2 separate regions of the Mus musculus genome follow, and region 2 is linked to region 1. Evidence: chromatin contacts called from public promoter capture Hi-C data. All regions are on one chromosome and are shown on one strand. Each heading gives the region's core, a stretch centred on a gene start, on an enhancer-like site or on the middle of the called end of the contact. The rest is flanking DNA. Distances are from core to core; before and after follow the strand shown. Region 1 holds the start of Zfp90 (zinc finger protein 90). Region 2 overlaps Tango6 (transport and golgi organization 6).

Region 1 (6,208 bases), core at 231-2,730:
TGTTTGTGTTGGGGTCCCTAGGAGATACTCTGGCCCCCATCTGTGAGCTGTGTGGCTGCCAGCGCTGGGGAACGAGCTGTAGTGCCTGGTGCCGAGCCTTACCCTAGCCTGTGTTTTGTGCTTCTTACTGAAAGTTCTGCCTTAGGAATCCTTCTAGGGTCTCTTAAACTTCTGTTTTGTGCGTATCTGTCTGCTACTGTTGTCTAGTGTGGAAAGTATTTGCAGAGTTTCCAAGGGGTTTGTTGTTATTTATACTTTCTCCGCCCCCGCATCCCAGCAAAAATCCACAGAACACTGTGATAAAAAGACAAATAGTAACAGGTGTGGGTAGGAATGTTGAAATCTATATGCTGTTAGTTTAAAAAAAAAAAAGATGGAAGTGATACAGCCTCTTTAGAAAACATTCACAGTTCCTTCAAATGCTAAACATGGTGCTACCAAATCTCTATAATTCAACTTCTCTGTATCTACCCCAGATCAATGAAACTGCACCCCCATAAACGTGTGTACACACATATCCTCTGTAATGTTGCTTTGAAGATAAAAGCATAAAATCTCACAGTGTGAACAACGCAGACGCTACCAACTGATGAATGAATGTGGTACACTCGGGCAATCAGATCTTTCATTCAGCATTAAAAAAGAATGGGATAGAGACTCCTGTGATGTGAATGAACTCAGAACCACTGTAATAACTGAAAGAAGCCAATCATAAAACTTCATATTGCCTGATCTTATGAGATACCCAGAAGAGACAGATTTGTCACAAAGACAGCACAGGTCAGTGGTTGCCCGGGATCGAGAGGAGGTGGGTTAGGACGAGGGGACGGTTATTAATGTACATGATTTTTTTTCTTTTGTGGCTAATTAAAATGTTCAAAGAGGAGACTACAACGATGGTTGTGCAACTCTTTTTATGTACTAAAGTCTATTGAATTATACACTTTAGTCATTCGTGCATGCATTGTTTATTTATTTTGGCTTGTAAGACCAGGTCTCTTGTAGCCCAGGCTGGTCTTGAACCACAGTTTAGGATAACCTTGAACTCCCGATCCTTAGCCACTTGTGTGCTAAGAGAATTGAGAATTGAGTCTACAGAGTGAGTTTCTGGACATCCTGAGCTACACAGAGGGAGAAAGAGGGAGGGGGGAGGGAAAGGGAACGGGATGGGAGGTGGAGGAGAAGGAGAAAAGAAAAGAAGGAGCGGTGAGAATTTCTAGAAGCTCCAACACACACACACACACACACACACACACACACACACACACACACACACACACGACAAAAACTTTGAACCTTTCCAGCAGCTCCAGAAAACACACATACCAAAGAAAAACTTTGAACCTAACCTGCCCGCCTTCTTGTGCTCTTACTGCAGCCCCCCACTAGGAGGCAGGACCTCTGCAGGGCGGGCACGCGAGGATAGCTGGGAATCGTAGTTTCTGCACCCGTGGATGGGCAGGCGCGAGGATCATTGTGCGCAGTCGCACTCGTGGCTCTGCGCCCGCCGCTGTGGCCATTGTCCGACCCTGTTGTTGCAGAGCAGTACTGCCGGGAACAAGAAACTGCAGCGGGCGCTAGAGGGGCGGACCTGAGGTCGCGGATTCCGAAGCCCCGGAGGCAGATTCCGAGTGCAGTGGGTAGGAGGCTGTCCTCCGGGCCTCGCCGACCATCCTGCGGACGGACTGGGCGTGGCCGGAGGAACTGTCCCGAAGCTGTGGGGCCTTTCATTTGGCCTTGGGAAGAGCAGCAGGAGAAGGCGGGGCTCCTCCCCACGTTTCGGCCGAAGTGGCTGCAGAGCTGAAGGGGTGGGGCCTCGGGGTAGCCCGGTGAGTGGATCCTGTCCTCTCTCCTCAGCCCTGGACCATAGCCAGCACACACTGAGGCAGGAATGGCCCCGAGACCTCCGACGGCCAAGCCCCAGGTGAGCCGAGCCTTCCCCCACCGCCCGGAGCATCCCACCCTGAGAGGCCCCCGGAGTCTGTATGGAACAGTTATTGGTATAGGTATAGAGAGTCTTAGTTTGGATCGCTTTGAGTCTCCTCCTCTGGAGAAAACCCCTCCCAAAGTGCCCAGCCCTGGGCAGAGCAGGATTTCTGAAAGGATGGAGTTAAAGAGGAGACTAGGGAAGTGCGATCTTGTGAGAGGAAGTGTTCTGGGGGTGTCAGCACTGAGACTTTATTGCAGTGTGCACTTCTTAGAACTCTTCAGTGAGGAATGGAGGATAGAGGGACAAAATAGAAAAGCCCCCTGCTTCCCATCCAAAGGCCATAAAGAGATAGTAGGGGGGCAGAAGAGACCTATTAGAATAAGAGGCCGGTGAAGGTTGGGCGCTGAGTCGGAGACCACCATTACAGCCAAACCTGGTCAGACAAGCTCCAGCTTTTCTTGCCCCCCCCCCCGCCCCACTCGTTTTATTTTCCTTTCTTTCTTTCCCCATTAACAAATGTATAATAGTGCGCACCCTCCATAGCCCCGGCTTCAGGTTAATTAGTAAGAGACAGATTTATCAACCCACTTTTTAGTTGTAGCAAAAGGGGCATTTTCTGGACATAAGCTCTGAGGCTGTCCGTTTTACTTTGATGAGAACATAATCTGAACTCTCTTTGGAGTTGAAGGTAAGAACTAGGACTATAGCTCAGTGGTAGATCACTTGCCTAGTATGTGTGAGGTCCTAGGTTCAATTCCCAGCACCTCCTGGAAAATGATAAGGATGGGCTGGAGAGATGGCGCTCCAGTTAAGAGCACACACTGTAAGCTTTTACACGCTGCTCTTGCAGAATTAGTTTCGTTCCTAGTACTCACGGCAGGAAGTACACATCCACCTTGTAATACAGGTTAAAGGGGACCTGATGGCTCTGGCTTCTTGGATACCTGCTCTCACAGGAACAAAATTGTTAGAAACGGGGGAAAAAAATCTCAGCTCAAGGCATTGAGGAAGAAAGGATCGCACAGAGTTGAAAGAAGCCTAGCAGGGCTCTGAACTCTTGTAAAAATGGTCCAACTGAACCAAAACTGAGCTAAAAACCACAGTTTGCCAGGGTGACTTCCGTCTTTTCTCCCTCACAGAGGTGGTGACTGAAACTCATCCCGTTAATTGAAGCTTGATCCTATAATCTGACACGATTGGCTAATTGTTGCAAAGGGGAAGGCTTGGGGAATATAATATGGGCCTTTATAAGGCTATTTTCGTGAGGGGAAAAAGGGTTTGCACAATACCCACAGAGAGACCCATAATATAACAAAATACTTTTAACAGTAAGCTACAAGTTGTAGTTGCTACAGGTATCATATAATCAAGTTCAATCTAGATAAAAATACTAACAGTATCTTTTAAGGTCAGTTTATAGAGTCCAAAAATGTAGCACAGTCAGTTGCTATGTATATCATATAATCAAGTTCAATCTAGTTAAAAATACTAACAGTGTCTTTTAAGGTCAGTTTATAGGGTCCAAAAATGTAGGGCAGTCAGTAGAGTCGCTGCCTAGAGTGCAGGGAACCCTGGGTTTACATCCCTTCATGAACTGCACACAGCCTGGGGAGAACTAGAGAAGTCACCCTTGGGAAAGAACATTGATCGAGGTCTAGAACAGTGGCTAGGAGTATTTTCTGTAGAGCTGAGGGAAGGCCATGCACTGTGGTGAGGATGTGCAAAGCAAAAGGATGCAAAAGAGAGACAAGTTAATAAGGCAAGGAGTCCATGTGACAGGAACCGAACTGCCGCCTTCTGCCTTTTGTGGATCAGCAAGTTGCTGCCTGGTTGTGTTGTTTGCAAAGACCCACACAGGTGATGATGATGGTGATGGTGGTGATGATGATGATGATGATGTTCTAGATTATTTTAGACCTCTACCTCCTGCTATTCTTTCCAGGCAACTGAATCACCTTCTCTTTAAACTTTGCTTCCTATCCTATGCCCTGTGCTTCTGTCTAATGGGAAAAAAAAAATCAAATTGTAGAGCTAGAGATGGCCTCAGCTGATACAATGCTTACCTAGCATGAGCCAAGCCCTGGCTTCCCTCCCAGTGCCACAGACACCAGATGTTGTGGTGCGCGCCTGTAATCCTGCTGTTGGGAAGTAGAACCAGAAAGATCGGAGGTTCAACCTCGACCACATAGTGTGCTGGAGATCAGCCTGGGATACACGAGAACCTGTCTTAATAATTATAAATGGGGCTAGAGAGATGGCTCAGCAGTTAAGAGCACTGACTGCTCTTCTGAAGGACCTAAGTTCAAATCCCAGCTACCATGTGGTGGCTCACAACCATCCGTAATAAAATCTGATGCCCTCTTCTGGGGTGTCTGAAGACACTACAGTGTATTTACATATAAGAAAGAAAGGAAGGAAGGAAGGAAAGGGAAAGGGAAAAGAGGGAAAAAGGGAAAAGGGAAAGGAAAAGGAAAGAGAAAAGGTTGAGAGTACTGACTGCTCTTGCAGAAGACCCAGGTCCATTTTCCAAAACCCACAGAGTGGCTCACAACTGCCTGTAACACAGCTCCAGGGGATCTGATGTGTTCTCCTGACCCTCATGGGTTCCCGCATGAACACAACGCACACACATACCCTCAGATACACACACATAAATGAATGAGCAGATATTTTTAAACATTAGTGAATACATAAAAAGCAATTTGTAGATCAATGTGTGTAATGGTTCATAAAGCATGCGTGTAGAACGTGTGTAAAACATGGACAGGGAGCTCCTAGGTATGTACACCAACGGTTGGGAATGATTATTGGGAGAATATATGGGGATAGGAAGGCTTGGTGATGGTGGTGTTCGCCTTTAGTCTCAGCACTCGGGAGGCAGAGGTAGCTGGAGTTCTGTGAGTTTGGAGCCAGCCTGGTTCAAGAGCGAGTTCTAGGATGGCTAAGGCTGTAACGGTGAAAGAGAACGGGAGCTGTGATCTGTGCAGGACAGTGTAGGCCTGTGGTCCCAGCCCACAAAGGCAAAGCACTAGGGATCCACAGTCACCTTCAACCACCTATTGAATCCGAGGCCAGCCCAGGCTACATTCGACAGAATCGTACACGCAGGGCTGTGGGATAGACTTCCCCTTTGACTTTTCCGTCAGGCAAACTCGGTGCTTGAAATTAGCATACAAAACCAAACCTTGCCCCTTGGAGCGGCTAACACATGGTCCCCAAGTCTGTTGTTCCCAGCACTTCAAGAGGAGCGTTTGTGCTGTTGATTCCGACTTGAGCAGGGCTGTGATCCCACAGGAGTCGGTGACATTCAAAGATGTGGCTGTGAACTTCACCCAGGAAGAATGGCACCACGTGGGCCCTGCCCAGAGGAGCTTATACAGGGATGTCATGCTGGAGAACTACAACCACCTGGTGTCGCTCGGTAAGGAGGGCCACCCCTGCTCAGTGTCTCACATAGTCCTGAATTTTCCTTCCTCGGTGGCACACAGCCTAGATAGAAAGATGGAAGCCCAAAGCTTGGTTGGGGCCTGTTTTGGGGAGCCAGCTTTCCTGGGCTTTGAGCCTGAAAGATCCTTATTTTACAGAGCTAGGAAAGGGGGCTTTGCTAGTGTGTCTCCTTAAGTTGCGCCTTTTCTTTTCTTCAGAGTTCCTGAGGATCAAGGACTAGTACTGACTTATAGGAGGGTCCTTTGTCTGCTTGCTCAAACACCCAAATCTTGTGTGTTTACCCATGAGCAGGGTATCAAGTCTCCAAGCCAGAGGTGATCTTCAAATTGGAGCAAGGAGAAGAGCCATGGATATCAGAGAAAGAAATCCAAAGACCTTTCTGTCCAGGTAATGAGTTCAGAATTCTGCTCCTAGAAATCAGTGTAGACAGGGCTACAGCTTATGGAGAGAGACTTCTTCTAACTAGAGGCGTGGGAGCTGTCTGACCTGAAAAGGAAGCCGAAGCCATTCCTGGGGCTGTCTCTCTTCTCCAGTCAGGTGTTCCTGCTGGAAATAAGTCTTATGGGGAAAACATAGACAAGTGCTGAATTACAGGCATGTAATACCGCACCCAGCTTTATACTGTCATCAGAGATTGGTTAACCCTTTAATGCCAGCATTCAGAAGGCAGAGGCAGGTGGCTCTCTGTGAGCTCGAGGCCAGCCTCCGCTACAATAGTGAGACCTGGCTGGTCTCTAAAGAAAGTGAAGACAAAACACAGGGCGAGGCTGGTGTAAGGTGAACCTTAGTCCGAGCCTCACAACACCGTGTCCCAAGCACACAGTCCCCAGG
Region 2 (5,773 bases), core at 843-3,342, 420 kb after region 1:
CACTGGGCTTTCTTCTGGTCTCCAGTTCTCCTGAGTTAGCGGGTATTGTGTCACTGGAATGAGGAAACGGAAGCCTGCCACCTTGTTGAGGCAGGTTTTTCTTTTTGTCTCAACTGAGCTTCACACTGTAGGCTAGCTGGTGGGGTGGGGAGTTCTGGGGAAGGCTCTCCCTGTGCTGAGAATGTAATGCGTGCTCCCAAGTCCAGCTTTTATGTAGGTTCTAGGGGACCCAACTCAGGTTGTAGAGACGGCATAGCCATCTCACTTGCCTGGGAGACACAGTACAAATGTACATGTAAGAGCTATTCTCTGTTCTGGGAAAACTTCTTTGTTCATAATTAAGAAAATTCCAAGAAATATAGTCCAAGTCTCTTTGCCTTGTCATTGGCACTTAGCTGCATCTTGGGCAGCCTCTTAACACATTGACATTGAAGTAATGGTAGATCCCTACTAAGGCTCCTGTCAGCTTTTTTAGGTCTTTTATTGTTTTGTTTTTCAGCTATCCTGTGCTGCCTCATCCTTATTTGTATTAGATTACTGATTCTGGGGGGCTGGGAGGTTGCTTGGGGGGTGAGTGCTTGCTCCAAGATCATGGGCATCTGAATTCACACCCCCAGCACCCACAGAAGAGCCAGTGGCAGAGACAAGCAGGTCACAAGAGCAGCCAGGTTTGCAGAAATGAGTGGTCAGTGGGAGACCCTGCCTCAACAAACTGTATGCTAGAGGAAGGTCTCCAAAAGTGACCTCTGACTTTCTCTCTCTCTCTCTCTCTCTCTCTCTCTCTCTCTCTCTCTCTCTCTCTCTCTCTCTCTCTCTCTCACACACACACACACACACACACACACACACACACACGTTGAGTTTCTTGTTGATACATCATTGTTAAGTCGTCAGAATCACCTACAAAGTATAAGAAGTGTTAAAATTTTTAAAGTCATAAGTCCCAAACTTTAAGAATCTGATTCTTAGGAATCTGGCAAGTTCCAGACATTTTAAAAGTTTTTCATCCAGGCAGTGGTGGCGCCTTTAATCCCAGCACTTGGGAGGCAGAGACAGGCGGATTTCTGCGTTCGAGGCCAGCCTGATCTACATAGTGAGTTCCAGGACAGCCAGGGCTACACAGAGAAACCCTGTCTCGAAAAACAAAAAACAAACAAACAAAAAGTTTTTCATGGGGGTTCAGGGAGCAGTTGGAGAGATGGTTCAGCAAAGAGCACTTGTTGTTCTTCCAGAGGACCTGGGTTCAGTTCCCAGCGCTCAATTGGCAGCTGGCAGCCATCAGTAGATCCAGTTCCAGGAAGTCTGACACTCTCTTCTGACCTCCACCAGCACCAGTCATGTATGTGATACACAGACATCCATGCAGACAAAACAGGCACACATGCAAAATAAAATGTTTCATAGAGGCAACGGCTGTGGCTTGCCTATCATGCACAAAGTATGTCCCCCTATACCACTAAATAATACTGAGGCTTTTCATTTGCATCAGTAGATTAAGTGTGTGTGGAGAGGGGGGGGTCACTAACTACTTAGACAGTATCCCTTGGGGGCAATGTGTCCACCCTCTGTGGTGAGGGCCGGGGTTATAATCTCTAGCATGTTTCACACTCCCATGTGCATTAGCAAACAATACAGACCCTAGCCTCATCCGTATGTCCACACGTCTGGTTCTCTCCAGCCTTTGGTCAAGCTCTACAGCCTTTTCTTCCTGGGTCATTGCAGCACTGAGTTCCACTAAGCAGATGATCTAGGGTCTGCAACCAGCACTTTCTCTACCTGCAAAGACCTGGCTAACTCCAGGGACACCCAGGCTGTTTGAGCAAGCTAAGATTATAATGATTCGGGGTGTCCCAAAGCAAACTGGCACTTCCTGGAATCAGACACTAGCCAGTCAGCTCCCCCTATGCCCTACTAGCCAGGCGCCATCCAAATAAGTAAGGTCGGCAGTGCAGGAGAGGGACAAGTCCTTCCTGCAGAACAGATTTCCTAGTAACGGGCACCTTTAAAGGCAAGGTTTGTAGAGTCGTCAAACTTGGCAGTTACCTGTTTGAATAATAAACCTCTAAACCCCAGTCCCAGTTATGTAAACTGTGATCGATAATCCCTGTGTCACAGGATTCAGTGGTAAAACCGGTGGAAAGGGCTCAGCCCCGTGACCAGTGTAGAACCACCAATAAATGGCAACAGGGATCTGTTTCCTGCCCCTTGGCTGTCTGGCAGAATGCTTTCAGGGAAGGAAGGAAACAGGACCTCCACCCTTGGCAGGTGTCTGCATAGAGATCCGGGGATTGGAAGCAATAAAGCCTGTCTCCAGGTGTGGCAGCTAGTGCCCTTTGAAGGGTGAATTTGTCATGGATCTCTGAGATGCTGCCAGTCTCGCAGCAGCAGCTGCAGCCACCTTTGCACAAGCTCTGGCCATTCTCCCTGCTGTCTTTGTTCTATTTCGGTGCCTGTGGAGGTGCAGGGAAGCTGCTGTCTTCCTCGGGTTGCTATTTAAAGACATTCTGAAAGAGGCTGCACTATTCCTACTGCAGTGGCGGCTGTGGCTCCTGCTCCTGCCACAGAAGGCTGCAAGCCCTGTGGCCGCTGAAACCTTGGGTGGAGTGCCTCAGCAAAAGCTAGCCTGGAAGCACACACATTAGACCTGGGGACTTCTGCTCTCTGTCTTTTGTTTAGGACCCTGAGCCGTCATCTCTACCAGGAGCTTACAGCCAGCAGCCACTTTGATCTCTGTCCCTGCACTGCCTCACCTACCTATATCCCTGGAAGGATTTTTAACCAGTTAGCTTCTCCCTTGTTCTCCAGGGAAAGTCATGCGCAATACTCCCCTCCTCTTCCACCCCATCGACAGTTCACACTTGGGATTCTTTCCCCATTGTACAGCTAGGCACAATCCAGGAGGGGTCAGGGTGACGCTTGTCTCTAGTCTAATAGAAATATTTTGAAAATAAATGCTCTCTGAAAGGCTCAGTAACCTTCAGTTAATAATAACAGCAGCTTGGGCTTTAGTGAGCCTGTGTTCTCTAGCCACCAGGCGTGGATAGAATCCCTTAGGTGGCAGGACTCCTGCCCCTCTGCTGACTTCCCTGCACTCGCGATGCAGTGTCTCAAAAGCCTGGCCTTGCTGTTGGTTGGAGTCAGCCCTAATTTCTTTTTCCTAGACCTCTCAAAGCGAAGCTTTAGATTTTATCAGTAAAGTAGCTGGGCCAGCAGCCGCCTCCATTTGGCTCCCCCAACTACCCCCTTTCTCATTATGGTGGAGAGGCTGCCTGCCTTGTAGGCTTGGAGCCCAGGCCTGTTTGCTGGCCTCGCAGAATTCCCCCAGTGCCCTCAGCGCTGCACAGTAGCACCATCAGATGTTTCAGTGTGACACACATGCCACTACCACCTGACCCACACTGGCCCCTACACTGCACTGAAGGTTTCCTAAGGTGCACAACTCGCTGTAGCTGTTTTATACTACAGAAATTCTGTGTCTGTCTGTTACACACGAGTAGAAATTGAACATATTAGGTGAAATGGAAAGCTCTCTCCCACCTGAAACCTCATTGTTCCTCTTGTTCCTTGTTGTTCTTTTTACTTACACATTTTAGTGATGATTTAGACAGAATTGTTCTTTATGAGTTATAAATAGTTGTGGTCCTTCAAATTTCCTATCTGCCTTTTTGTTTTACCTTGTTTGGTTTTTTTGAGTCAGGGGTTTTCTGTGTAGTCTTGGCTGTCCTGGAACTCTCTCTGTCGACTAGGCTGGTTTAAAAAGCACAGAGATCCACCTGCCTCTCTCTCTGCCTCCCAAGTGAGTGTTCAGATTATATGTTTTATAACATTAACTTTGGCTGATGGGATGGCTCAGAAAGTAAGGGTATTTACTAAGCATGAATGGTAGGTACCCTGATCTGGTCCCCAGACCCCACCTAAAGGTGGAGAGAACCAATCCACAAAGGTATCCTCTTACCTCTATGCACATGCATACACATTATTTACATACAATAATAAATAAATAAATGAGCTGGGCATGGTGGTACACACCTTTAGTCCCAGCACTGATGGGGGGGGGAGAATCTGTGAATTCAAGGCCAGCTTGGTCTACAGAGAGTTACACGATAGCCAGAGTTACATAAGAGACCTGATCTCAAAAAACCAAAACAATAATAATAATAATTAATAAATAAATAAAATTTAGGGTCTGGAGAGATGACTCAGTAGTTAAGCACATGTATTATCTCATGCAGAGGACCCAGGTTCAATTCCCAGCACCCAGATTGGACACCTTACAGCTGCTTGTATACCCAGCCACAAAGGGGTCTGACACTCCTCACCTTGGCAGCAGGCCTAACTCTAATGTACAGACCAACACACATATAATTAAAAACAAAATAAATCTTTTTTTTTAATCTAAGGGAGTAAGGGGACATTGAGATAACTCAGAGGGCAAAGGCACAAAAAAGCACTTGCCACTGTGCCACCCAGCATTGTGAGTCTGAGCCCTGGATCCTACGTGATAGAAAAGAGAGTCTCTACTGTGGCATACATATCCACATGTGGACATAAATGCCAAATAAATAAATATAAACAACTAACGTGTGTGTGTGTGTGTGTGTGTGTGTGTGTGTGTGTGTGTAACAGTAACCAGCCATCAAGGTGTGGCAAGCAGTGACACCATTTTGTTTTTTTCTCCAAATAAAGCCTTAGTGGGAAATAAATAAATGATCTTTTATTACGAAAAGCAAACTAGTGGTGGTGGCACACACCTTCATTCTCAGCACTTGGAAGACAAGGTGGGCCGCCTGGTCTACAGAGTGAATTCCAGGATAGCCAAGGCTACACAGAGAAACTTTGTCTCGAACTACTCTGTCCCCACAAAATTACAAAAAGCAAATATATACAAAATAAACCATGTTCCCAACTTACCCCTTCCTTTTCTGCCTGCTCATATTTGGGGCTTCTCTCTATTCTTTGTCTTGAGAGCCGTGTCTTTGCCCTTAGCCCCTGATAGCAAGCCAGATTTCTCAAAGTGTCAGTAATAATAAGGATCCTGGAGATATAGATATTTGCTTAAGAAAGCAAAATATTCTCACATGCGTTCCATCTGTTAGAGCCTACAATAGACTTGTAAGGGTGGCAGCAGATTGGCTTTCTGTACACTTCTTTGTAGTAGTAAGAAGGAGATGCAGTAGTGAGTGATATTTAATAGAGTCACATCTGCAAAGTCCATGCCATTGGGTCTGCCCCCCTTCTTTACTAGCTGTAGGGCCCTAGAAAAACTGGAGATGATGTTCGTGGCTTTCCTTTTATGATGATGTAGTCTTGTCTATTTATTTAGTGTAGGATGCCATGGCTCACATGCAGAAGGTAGAGGACAGTATAAATATATGGGAATCGTCTCTCCTAGATGTGGACCCCAAGGGGTCAAATTCAGGTTTCCAGGCTCGGCAGTAAGTGACTTTATTTGCTGAGCTACCTCATCGACATTACTCTTTAAAAGCTTTTTAAGGGACCAGAGGCTTAATTCAGTTGTAAGAGCACTTGTTCCATCAGGGTCTCAGAACATACACAGCAGCTTACAACCATCTGTAACTCCAGCCCCAGGGCATCTGATACCCTCTTCTGACCTCTATTGGCACCAGGTACATACATGCAGGCAAAAACATTCGCACACATAATAAAATAAAAATTTTTTTCTCCGGGCATGGTGGCGCACACCTTGCAGGCGGATTTCTGAGTTCGAGGCCAACGTGGTCTACAAAGTGAGTACCAGGACAGCCAGGGCTAT

Evidence for each region. Promoter capture Hi-C pulls out the DNA fragments that hold promoters and counts their contacts.
Region 2: a contact with region 1 is called in a promoter capture Hi-C map of hippocampal neurons, with 2.0 times the contacts expected there. The contact joins the enhancer-like site here to the promoter of Zfp90 in region 1. A contact is called at or near these places in 4 of 39 promoter capture datasets (the 3T3-L1 cell line, embryonic stem cells, hippocampal neurons and 1 more), 6 of 115 datasets of contacts at active chromatin or transcription factors (the SCID.adh cell line, bone marrow-derived macrophages, embryonic stem cells and 1 more) and 1 of 9 other capture datasets (embryonic stem cells).

Annotation. Positions count from the first base shown.
Region 1 is chr8:106,413,847-106,420,054 of GRCm38.p6, forward strand. Zfp90 (zinc finger protein 90) reads left to right here and starts at 1,481. Exons shown (of 4, transcript NM_011764.4): 1 at 1,481-1,924; 2 at 5,225-5,351; 3 at 5,669-5,764. The coding sequence starts at 1,892.
Region 2 is chr8:106,837,074-106,842,846 of GRCm38.p6, forward strand. The region is part of intron 17 of Tango6 (transport and golgi organization 6); the gene reads left to right. All of the region lies in intron 1 of Gm34197 (a long non-coding RNA gene), which reads right to left. Among named protein-coding and RNA genes, the nearest start is that of Gm34197, 7.0 kb to the right of the region's middle. Within about 2 kb of position 2,093, at least 53 of the 459 cell types and tissues checked have an H3K27ac peak or open chromatin away from gene starts, as enhancers often do. A contact at or near this core is called in the SCID.adh cell line and hippocampal neurons, where this site is marked.